Regions from separate parts of the Mus musculus genome. Here all the other regions are linked to region 1. The links are chromatin contacts, called in public HiChIP or PLAC-seq maps. All regions are on one chromosome and are shown on one strand. Each heading gives the region's core, a stretch centred on a gene start, on an enhancer-like site or on the middle of the called end of the contact. The rest is flanking DNA. Distances are from core to core; before and after follow the strand shown. Region 1 overlaps Ankrd28 (ankyrin repeat domain 28). Region 2 overlaps Ankrd28 (ankyrin repeat domain 28). Region 3 overlaps Ankrd28 (ankyrin repeat domain 28).

Region 1 (3,446 bases), core at 450-2,949:
CTGAACTAAATGGCACTGTTTGAGGTCACCTGTCATCGTTATCTCCCCCAAAGTTGTTTCTGAGCAAAAGCTGGTATTTCTGTAACACATATCTTAGATGTCACCTTTCTCACAGAAATTAAAGGCCGACAGACTTTCCCCTTGTGGGCGAGGATAAATACACAACCGACCCACCAGGACCAATGCTTTGTGCACACTATAGGTGTATGTAACTATAAAGTAACGTATGGCGCTATGCTGTGCTCCTGTATTTATTCCAAATACTGGTGTTAGTCAACACTTTCTGGGATAGTACTTCAAAATTTCCCTCTTCCAGTGCACACCAAAGGAAGTGGGTTGCTCAAGCTAGAGACAAACTACCACAAAGGAACAGCTTTTCTAGTCGGCTGGTAACAGCACAAACCACCTCCCGAGTGTTTTACTTAAAGTGATGCAGGATCTTGGTCTCTACATACATATGAGGATAAATTAAAAGATGAGTTTGTTACTTTATAGCTACACATTTGACTTCAATAGATGTGCAGACAATGTGTCTAATGAGTCCATCTGGAAATCACTTCAGCCTGTGAAAGAGAAGACATGGCAGAGGGTGGAAAGTCATCCTTCCAGCATTCCCTTGGAGGACAGAGCTGGGCCCAAGGACAGAAGTTACCAGGAGGGAGGCTTCAGCTCCATTAAGGAGACCTTCCTAACAGAGCTGCTCAACAATGAATGGACTGCTCGTGAGGTAGTCACTGGAAGTGTTCAAGGTGGAAAGACAACCTTGGAGAAGGGACTCCTGCATTTAAGAGGTTAGACTGGATGGACCTCAGGTCTCTTTCAATTCTGAGATTCTAGAAAATTCCCTCAGGGAATTCAGAAGAGAATTCCTAAAAGGAAAGAGAAAGCACACATATGGTATACTTTTAGAATCCTCTTGAGTTTTCTTTTTTAAAAGGTACAATAGAAATGTAGTCTACGGTCTTTTAAAATGCATATTTACCCTTCTCCCACTATTAATTACGAAGGGTTCATTACGACTCCTTTATATTATAAAGAAAAGATGGAGATTATATTTATAATTTTGCAAATATTTTAGAAAAATGCTTAAAATCTAGTAGTCAATGCCCTAGAAACTTTATAGATTTTTAAGTAATATGCACAGATACAAATACATTATTCATTAAATACAGCTCACGTCTGTGTTTTATTATACTCTAAAATATACAGGAATCTTGATGTACTGAAAGAGTGCAAGTAAATACAGGATTCAAGCAGTCACTATTTCTATGTACATGCTCATTAATTCTTCAAAAAACCCACAAAATTATCAAATAGATCAAAATACTGTTCTGTGTTTTCACACTTTATATTCAGAAAAACCAGCTGATAATTTACAATGTCATAAAGTTCCAGTTTCACAATACAAAAAGGGTAAGATGGAATTGGGTATCATTTTGTTGCAATGTATGGAACTTTACCCAGCTCTAGTAAGACCCCTCCCCCCAATGTAAAATCATTGTTACTGGGAAAGTGACAGTTACAATAAAAGAACCACAGAAAAGTGTAATTTAAAATTAGCCTACTGTCAGCCTCTTCTCTGTTACCTGAAAGGCAGTCTTCAATTTGGCAGGCAAGCTCTGACAGTAAGAAGCTGCACACCCGCTACTCTAGATCTCAGGAGGACCTAAAGCCTGAAGTATTTTAAATCTTGCCCAGTACAGAAATGCCTTCCAAATGACCTGATTCTGTTTATGTTATGAGTCATCATCTAAAGCAAACTCCAATGCTTCTGAGAAGGAAGCCAAATGGTTTGATGTTGATTTTTATAAAGAAAACATCTGAAGCCAGGCAGTGGTGGTGCACACCTTTAATCCCAGCACTTAGGAAGCTGAGACAGGTGAATCTCTGTGAGATCGAGGCCAGCCTGGTCTACAAAGCAAACTCTAGTACAGCCAGGGCTACACATAGAGAGCCCTGTCTTAAAACAACAAACGACTACAACAACAACAACAACAACAAAGGAAAGGATGCATTCAAGAACCTTCCAGTGCTGTGAGGACGCAGGAGAGGAAGCAGGTACATTTTTAAGTATTTTCTTTTACATAAAACATTTACAATCCCAGTTTGTATAGAATTCACAACCAGCTTTCGACAATGTTTCATAACAAGAGTCTTCAAACTTTTTAAAATTTTGATTCTTGTTTTTAAAGTTCAAAGATTAAAATAAATGACAATAGAATTCCTCCAGCCAAAAAAGGTAGAGGTCCCAAAGTAACTAACGTGATGCAGGTGTGCCGCGCACAGAGAGGCTCAGATGTCCCTTCTCCAGGACCGCTGCATTACAAGAGGTGAAATAGTCTGTTTTTTAAATTCATTAAAAATTTCCTCTATGGAATTCCTTAAACAAAAACAATTCAATTTAAAAGCAAACCACTCAATCGTGGGCAACAGCCCTGACTTCATCTGCGTCTGTCTCTAGTACTTTCAACCACGCTGCACCCAGTTAACTGGTTCTGAAGTCTATAAAAAGTGGAATTTAAAAACTTTTATATTAAAAAATGTAAAAATACATCTGCTTCCTCTCATGGCTTAATACAGTAGATGCTTTCTTATAAAAACCAACACCAAACCGAATCTGGCCTCACTTTCAGAAGCACTGAAGTTTGCTTTAGACGACTTCTCATTTCATCTATTTCCGTTTCCACAAAATGGAGTTCTAATAAAAAAATCTGTATGTTATTTGGTCCTTGGCAATTTGATGTGTACATAATGCCTATTATACCAAACTTTTATTGCATTAAAATTTAGCTGTAATTTTATGGGTAAAATTTAATCTAGTGTTTTGATCTCTTTCTTTACAGCAGTGTTGCCCATGTAAGCAGGTCAGGGAGCAGTGTCCCAATTTCTGGCACTGCAAAGCCAATTAAACGATCCCACAAAGCAATCGACATCACTGTGTTTTCCACTGGTCAAGTCATTATTAAGATTCTAGAAGTTCCTTTTGCAAAACTTGCCTTTAAGACTCTTCTTCCTAATGTCATCATGTTTCTTCCATTCGTTCACTGCATGATCTTTCTTCAGGTTGAATCTGTGTATGATAAGAAAGTGCCTTTTTCCCGAAAAAGCCCGATTTGAAGTTTCAGTGTCAGAACTTCCTTAGAGCTGCAGCTCACTCGGCCTTTCAGTAGGTCTCGGAGTCAGAGTCGTTGAGCTCATCCACGTCGGTGTACAAGTACTCCTGCTCGCCACCAATGTTGTTAAAACTGCAGTAGGAGCTGGCTTCATTCCTCATGATAGGCAAGGCTTCAAAGCTAACTGTTTTTGAGGTGTTGGTATAACGGTTAATGGCATTGAATGTCAGGGATGTCAATGGGCTACTTGACGAGACAGGCATCATGGTGGCCAAAATGAGAGCCAGGCAGTCAGCCACATCCTTATTGGGAGCACAGGCCAAAGCTGGGGTG
Region 2 (3,446 bases), core at 443-2,942, 85 kb after region 1:
AGCACTAACTGAACAAATAGTGTCATATTTTCTCTATGTGTAATATGTCAAATACTTAGAAAATACGTGCCAGGCGTGGTGGTGCACGCCTTTAATCCCAGCACTCGGGAGGCAGAGGCAGGCAGATTTCTGAGTTCGAGGCCAGCCTGGTCTACAGAGTGAGTTCCAGGACAGCCAGGGCTACACAGAGAAACCCTGTCTCAAACAAACAAACAAAAAAACGATAGGCAAAACTGGTAAAATTTAAATTGTCTAAAACAAGATGAAGAGACCCAGTCAGACATTACGCGGAGTCTAAATGGAAGGTCTGTACCAAATCCTTCTGAAACTCAGAGCTCAGAGAATTCTTCGGAAGAGGAAGCAGAAAGATTATAAAAGTCAGAGGGGATGGAGGACACCAGGAGAACAAGGCGCCCTGAACCAACCAGGCACATACGAGCTCACAGAGACTGAACTGAAGCAGCAAGCACAGGGCCTGCAAGGGTCTGCACCAGGTCCTCTGTGCGTAAATTGTAGCTATTGGCTTAGTATTTTCATGGGACTCCTGCTTATGAGAACTCTGACTCTCGTGCCCACCCTTGGGGCTCTTCTTCCTGATGGGTTGCTGTGTCCAACTCTGATATGGTTGGTTTTTGCTTCATCATGTTTTATTTTATTTTGTCATGTTTAGTTGTTATCTCTTAGAAGACTTTTCTTTTCTAATGAGAAACAGAAACCAAGTGGATCCAGGGGATAGAGGAGGGAATCAGCCTGGAGTAGAGCTACACCTTGTCCAAAACCAAAGCAATAACCTACAAACACAACAAATGCTAGGAATGTTAGGACACGGCACCCTTATATACTGCGTATGTATGGTAATGTAAATTAATCCAGCCACTATGGAAATCAACAGAGAGGTTCCTCAGGAAATTAAAAATAGAACTGTATGACCCGTCTACATCACTCAGCAGTATATACCCAAAGAAGTCAAAGTCAGCATATAACAGAGACACTACATATCTATCACTATCACAGTCCAGTGATAGCAGCAGCCAAGCTACAGAATGAGCTCAGGGGCCCCGTTCAACAGGTGAAAGGGGTATTAACTGATGAATTATGATCACGAGGGTGCAGAAAGGAGGATGGTTTTCATAGGGTAGGTTAACAGGAAACATTTGAAAATGAAATTGTCATTGCATGTGACCAAAAAAATTAAAGAGTAATTTTCCTATTTCCTATTTGTAAATATATTGTTTTCATATACTTGACGTTTTTCTTGTGACATTTATACAATGCTTTGTTTCAATCTGTTTTCTCCTGCTTTAAAAAAAGAAAAAAACAAAAAACAAAAACAAAACTCTAGAACCCTCCATTATCGGTGTGTTGTGAATCATTTAAATTGGTGGGAAAATTAACCCTGGAAGAAAATGACAAGGCTTGACTTTTCTATGTAATATGTGGCTTGCTACTTGTTGCCTACTTAGCTAACCACCACTGACCCTTCCTTCTTACAGACTACCTTTAGTTTTGTTTGGATGCCATTTCTATATTCCACATGACTTGGAGAAATCTTGAATAGTGTAAGGTGATCATGGTAATTCTATTCTACCTAGTAAGTGACTCATTTGGGAAATGACATGCTCTGAGCCAGCTTGCTCTGTCACATGCAAAGGAAAGTCATCTGTAGTGTTTCTAGGAAAGTCTCTCTTTTTTTAACCTAAAAAGGGAGAGATAGAGGGAAATGTCCCCTCCTACTGGACAACAGCATATTTGATAATGATGTTGTGAAATGTGCTGAGTATCTTATGGCTGGAGTTATCCTAGAGTCCATACTAAGTCTGACTGAGAGAAAAGCAGAAAGGAGAAAGTGAGCCACTTCCTATGGTCACAGCAGTAACTAAAGCACTCAACCTTTTACAGCATAGTATTTCAATTACTGCTACTGTGATAAGACCCTTTACTATTTAATCCAGCTTCTACTTTAAATATAAAGTATTTTCAGTTTAAAATAGCCCTAATATTAAAGAACAAATAATATCCTATTATAAATAAAAGGGCCATTAAAATATAACAATTAACCTTATATTGTCTTAAAAGCGTTTAGGTATGCCTGTGATGCTGGATATTAGGAATATGTCAAGAAAACAATAAAAATTCCAGAATGATTGTTGGCTAAGAATGAACTTGTCATAGACTCTAATAAGATATCTTCTTTGTTTTTAAGAAGTTTGAAACAAGCTATAATTAATGGAATTAACAGTTATAAGCATGGCTTTTTATAAGGTTATTAAAGCCATAAAAATGTATTAAAAAGACTTCACATCACAAACACACCAGAAAAATACTTTCGTTCTTTTAACCATAAATTTGTTATGTAGAACTACAGCATTATTTGATAAAAGGAACTAAAGAATAAGAAAAATGTCCTAAACTATCTGAGTCATTACTTGAATTTTAAAATAGTGTTCAGTATGTCTCCACCCTGTTACAGCTCAAAAAGACATGAATCATTTTCTTTAGTATTTTCCAAATGATACTTTAGGACGGAAGTGATATATACAGTTTCAATTTGTGTGTGGAATAACTAGCATACACATAAGCTACGACCTTTCTGTACTAAAGGAAATTCTTTGGGTATTTTGTGTAATTATTGCTTTAAAAAGCAAACACCGGGTAACCATAGCAACTTGTTTTTGAATTGCAAACTGTTCTTCTCAACTTTTGCAGTACAGTAACGTGATACTACATTTACCCAGGTATTTTCAAATCACAGAAAACAGCATGAATTGTAAATAATCCTTCTTTAGCCTTTTTAAAGAATTTAATGTTTATGTGTGAGACTTGCATGTATGTGTATACCATGTGAGTGCCTGTTGCTCATGGAAGCCAGAAAAAGGACATGGGGTCCCCTGGAAATGGAGTCACGGGCAGCTGTGAGCTGTCATGTGGATGATTGGCACTTAACCCAGCTCTGCTGTAAGCGTGCTAAGTCTCTGACTCAATGAGCCATCTCTTCAGTGTTTAGTTGTTTTTAGCAGGCAGAATTTAGCCTGTTTAGAATAACCTCAACTCAGCTGGGTATTATGGTACATGTCTATTATCCCACTCAAGAGGCAGAAGCAGGAAGAAAATGAACAAGGCCAGCCTGGGCTACACAGCAAGACAGCAGAACAAAACACAACAACAACAAAAGCTAGTAACAAAAGTGAGATTTGAGAGTAACACTATATTAAGGAAATAAAAGACCCTCTAATTCAAACTGGCTTCAAGTAGCTTGGCTTACTTTCAACCTACTTCTTAAGACATGAAGAAATAAATTTACTTTTCAAATATAGTAGTAGTATGTGTGTATTAGAACAGTTTTCCCTTTCATTTCCTTTACTTTTGGCATATTAGGTATTTTCTAAAAGACTCTACTTGCTGTTTAACCTTATTAAAATTTTTTTGTTTATATTCTAATAAAGGCA
Region 3 (3,446 bases), core at 653-3,152, 68 kb after region 1:
TTGTACAATTTTAAAGCAGTTTAGAATTGTCAGCTTAACACACTAAACACAAATGTCAAATAATCAGATAAATCACTAATCAAAATGTTTCCATAGGAGCACTCATAGGGAGCATAGAAGAAAGTCTTTGTGAATTAAAATTATCCTAAGGTTAGTCTTAATATTTATTAGTTTTTCCTTTCACATCCAGAATACTTTCATGTCTGTTTTAAAGAAGAAAAATACATCTTTTTCCAAATCTTTCCCCAGAAAGGAGAGCTCCGTTAATATACAGCTTTGTGATTTTCTTTCTCCTAATCAAGTGTGCACCAATTGATGAAGCAAGGTATAAAGTAATGTCACATTAAGATACCACACAAATCTACAATTGACTATTACTGACATGGCTGAATTTAAAAAAATTATTTACTTAGGGATAATTATTCTGAAATTTACACTTAGTATTGTTCATGAAGACTTTTGTAGTAGATTAAGTGTTTTTGTTTTTTTTTTTCTTTTTCTTTTTTAATCCGTTTTTCTTACTGTCTATAGAAAGCAAGCTATAACTTGCCATTTACCCACATGGTAAATAAGAGGTTATATCCCTAGATTACCTGAAGTACTTATACTTAGTGTGGACCAATAGTAGAATAGTGAAATCAAATGCCAGACCTTTGAAAATGCCTTCCCTTTAAAAGGCATCTGTCAAGCTGGGTGAGTGCATGCACATCAGCAGCATGGGGGAGGGGGAGGGGGAGGCCGAGGCTGAGGCTAAGGCTGAGGCCGAGGATCAACTCCACTCTGGGCTACATAGTGGAGTTCTGGATCAGCCTAAACTAAACTAAGCAAGATCTTGCCTTAAAAAACAAAATGAAATGAAAACAAAACAAAAACTACGTTATAGCTGGAGTATCTTCCTACTTCCTATAGGCTGAAAGGCAGATTTGAAACTGAGCTAACTTTGAACATGTAGATGTAGGCCACTATCAGAGCAGATTGTGACTATGATTGTGAATGATCTCAAGAACTAAGCCACCATCTTGGAACACCCACTTTTATAGACTATTCAGGATATTACTCCAGTCTTCCTGATTTTTTTCGGGGGAGGGATGCTGTACATGTGGATACATGGCTGTGTATGTGTGCATGTGGAGGTCAGATGTCAACCTCAGGACCATTCATCAAGAACTGTCTGCTTTGTTCTGACAGGATCAGTTCCTGGGACCCAGGGCTTGCTGACCATTAGGGTAGGCTAGTTGTCTAGTCATCCCCAGGTAACTTTCTGCCTTCCTAGTGCTGGTATTCACGCACTACCACATCCAGCTCTTAGGTGGGGGTCAGACATCGAACTTTGTTCCTCATGATTGTCTAACAAGCACTTTACCCACTGAGCTATCTCCTCAGCTCAAGATTGTAAAATTTTCTAGTTTGGGACTCTCTAACTCACTCTAAGGACAGCTGAGAGTGTGGATTAGAGTGGGGAGGCTTAGCAATACTATGTAAAAATACTGTACAGGAAATTAGTTTAGTGCTATTAATGTTAAATAAGTTAGTGAGCTAAGAGTTTTTCCTCTCTATGACCAGAGTTAGAATCTACTGCATCACGCCTTTTATTCTAATTTTCACCCCAGGAAATAGAATATAGAGAGAAATCATACACCAAACAGTGCTAAAAAGCTTACAGAGATTGTCTGGCAAGCACTGAAATATAAAAATTTACTGAAAGCTGAAGACTAATTTAGAAGTGTGTTTTAAAAAGAACTCGTTGCCTAGGCTTTTTGGTGCTACCCATTAAACAAACAAATGTTGCTAATGTTAAAATGTGATTAGACCTAGTCAAATAGACAAACATCTCTAATGTAACGCATAAGCATTACAGCAAGCACGATGACACAGAAAGTGAGTCATCTGTGTCTGAGAGATGCCTGGAATTCTGTGACTCAATGCTCACAATACTATGAAGCTATTTTATGACTCATACAAACATAGCATTCTTCTATGCAAATCAAAATAAAAGGGAATTAATTAATAATGAAAGAAAAAATACAGATCTTATTTCACTCTACTAGAGTTCAACACTGAAAATTAGGCATTAAAATAGCTAAAAGTCCCTTTAGTAAAATATGGCTTTAAAACTTATGTTTTAAAAAAATGAATTCTAACTTGTTTATTCAATCATTGCAGGAAGCAAATGCTGAAAACAATTAGATGTCCCCTAAATGGTTACTTAAATAATAGAACACAAGAAGCTCTTCATCAACCTTTATTTAACTCACATGATTAACTAATATTCTTGGCTCCTGGGTAGCATGAATAACTAGTTTTTACACAAGGTACTTTGACTCACAGTCTTCCACTACTAAATCCACACACTCTTGATCATACAATGGGGTCTATGTTTGCCAAGGGTAAAATGTGTTAGTAATTTGTGTATTTGTAGCTTATTTAAATAGCATTTAAATAACTAAATCAGGAATGAAGAACCAAGTGTTTCGATGATGAACAGGCTAAATATTATTTTTAAAATTCAATAAAGGCAAGTGCTACAAAATGGGAAAAGGGTGAGAAACTGCAACACTAAAGCTGCCTGCTTTTATAAAGAGCCAGAGTTTTACTCTAAGCTAGTTTTGTCCTAGAGAATCTCCCTATGAATACAGGCTAGCCTAGAGCTCTTATGTAATCCATGTAGGCTTAAAACTCAAGATTATCCTACCTCTGCTTTCATGGTGAGGAGACTATAGACACGTGCCACCAGGCCTGGCTTAACATGGTCAGTTAAGGGCTTACTTTCTCCTATCACTTAAAGAAACGCAAAATGGAAGGTATGGATAATAAATTGTGGGTATAGTTCAAGAAAAATATTCCTATTACTAAGTTATGCATTATTAATGAAAAACCTTGAGCTTAATTTTTAAAAAAAGGCCTAGTGAATATATTGGTACATTGAAATGCTTAATAAACATCAGACTTTTAACATATCTGAAATTTCCAGTTGGACATCTACACAATGAAATACTGTACTTATAATTTAAATTAAGAAGCAGGGACCATAATAAAATAAAACCACTTGTCAACAAACCTGATGACCTGAGTTCAATCCCTGGAACCCAGAAGGTAGAAGAAGAGAACTGACTCTAACAAGTTGTTCCCTGTCTTACACATATGAGCTATGACATGCGCACTGTGCACGTGCGCACACACAATACCCGGAGGGAGGGAGGGAGGGAGGGAGGGAGGGAGGGAGGGAGGGAGTTCTTACCATGTACTTGTTTTAAAAAATAAAAATAAAGAGGCCAGCAGAGTGACTGACTAGAGCTGTCTGCCGTTCACTGTTGTCAGCTCTACCCCTTCCCCTTCTTCCGAGAGAAACAGACTATACTGCAGAATCTGACTGCAGTGCTGAGATTGCTATAGAGCACAAAGTCCCAAGTAACTCCACAGAGAAGAGTGAAGCATGCTGTCTCCTC

Evidence for each region. HiChIP or PLAC-seq counts read pairs in DNA pulled down with a chosen protein or histone mark.
Region 2: an H3K27ac HiChIP or PLAC-seq map of embryonic fibroblasts shows a contact between it and region 1, with 15 read pairs. The contact joins two enhancer-like sites. A contact is called at or near these places in 1 of 39 promoter capture datasets (the C10 cell line), 15 of 484 Hi-C or Micro-C datasets (B cells, CD4 T cells, the F1.1 cell line and 11 more), 9 of 115 datasets of contacts at active chromatin or transcription factors (the 230-238 cell line, CD8 T cells, the HPC-7 cell line and 6 more) and 4 of 9 other capture datasets (adipose tissue, embryonic stem cells, liver and 1 more).
Region 3: an H3K27ac HiChIP or PLAC-seq map of embryonic fibroblasts shows a contact between it and region 1, with 12 read pairs. The contact joins two enhancer-like sites. A contact is called at or near these places in 20 of 484 Hi-C or Micro-C datasets (the 3T3-L1 cell line, B cells, the C2C12 cell line and 16 more), 3 of 115 datasets of contacts at active chromatin or transcription factors (the HPC-7 cell line, embryonic fibroblasts and embryonic stem cells) and 4 of 9 other capture datasets (adipose tissue, embryonic stem cells, liver and 1 more).

What each region holds. Positions count from the first base shown.
Region 1 is chr14:31,698,857-31,702,302 of GRCm38.p6, forward strand. It overlaps Ankrd28 (ankyrin repeat domain 28), which reads right to left. Exons shown (of 28, transcript NM_001024604.2): 28 at 1,159-3,446. The coding sequence ends at 3,164. Among named protein-coding and RNA genes, the nearest start is that of Btd, 60 kb to the left of the region's middle. Within about 2 kb of position 1,700, at least 14 of the 459 cell types and tissues checked have an H3K27ac peak or open chromatin away from gene starts, as enhancers often do. A contact at or near this core is called in the C2C12 cell line, embryonic fibroblasts and pancreatic cancer cells, where this site is marked.
Region 2 is chr14:31,784,174-31,787,619 of GRCm38.p6, forward strand. All of the region lies in intron 1 of Ankrd28 (ankyrin repeat domain 28), which reads right to left. Among named protein-coding and RNA genes, the nearest start is that of Ankrd28, 45 kb to the right of the region's middle. Within about 2 kb of position 1,693, at least 45 of the 459 cell types and tissues checked have an H3K27ac peak or open chromatin away from gene starts, as enhancers often do. A contact at or near this core is called in embryonic fibroblasts and pancreatic cancer cells, where this site is marked.
Region 3 is chr14:31,766,844-31,770,289 of GRCm38.p6, forward strand. All of the region lies in intron 2 of Ankrd28 (ankyrin repeat domain 28), which reads right to left. Among named protein-coding and RNA genes, the nearest start is that of Ankrd28, 62 kb to the right of the region's middle. Within about 2 kb of position 1,903, at least 68 of the 459 cell types and tissues checked have an H3K27ac peak or open chromatin away from gene starts, as enhancers often do. A contact at or near this core is called in the C2C12 cell line, embryonic fibroblasts and pancreatic cancer cells, where this site is marked.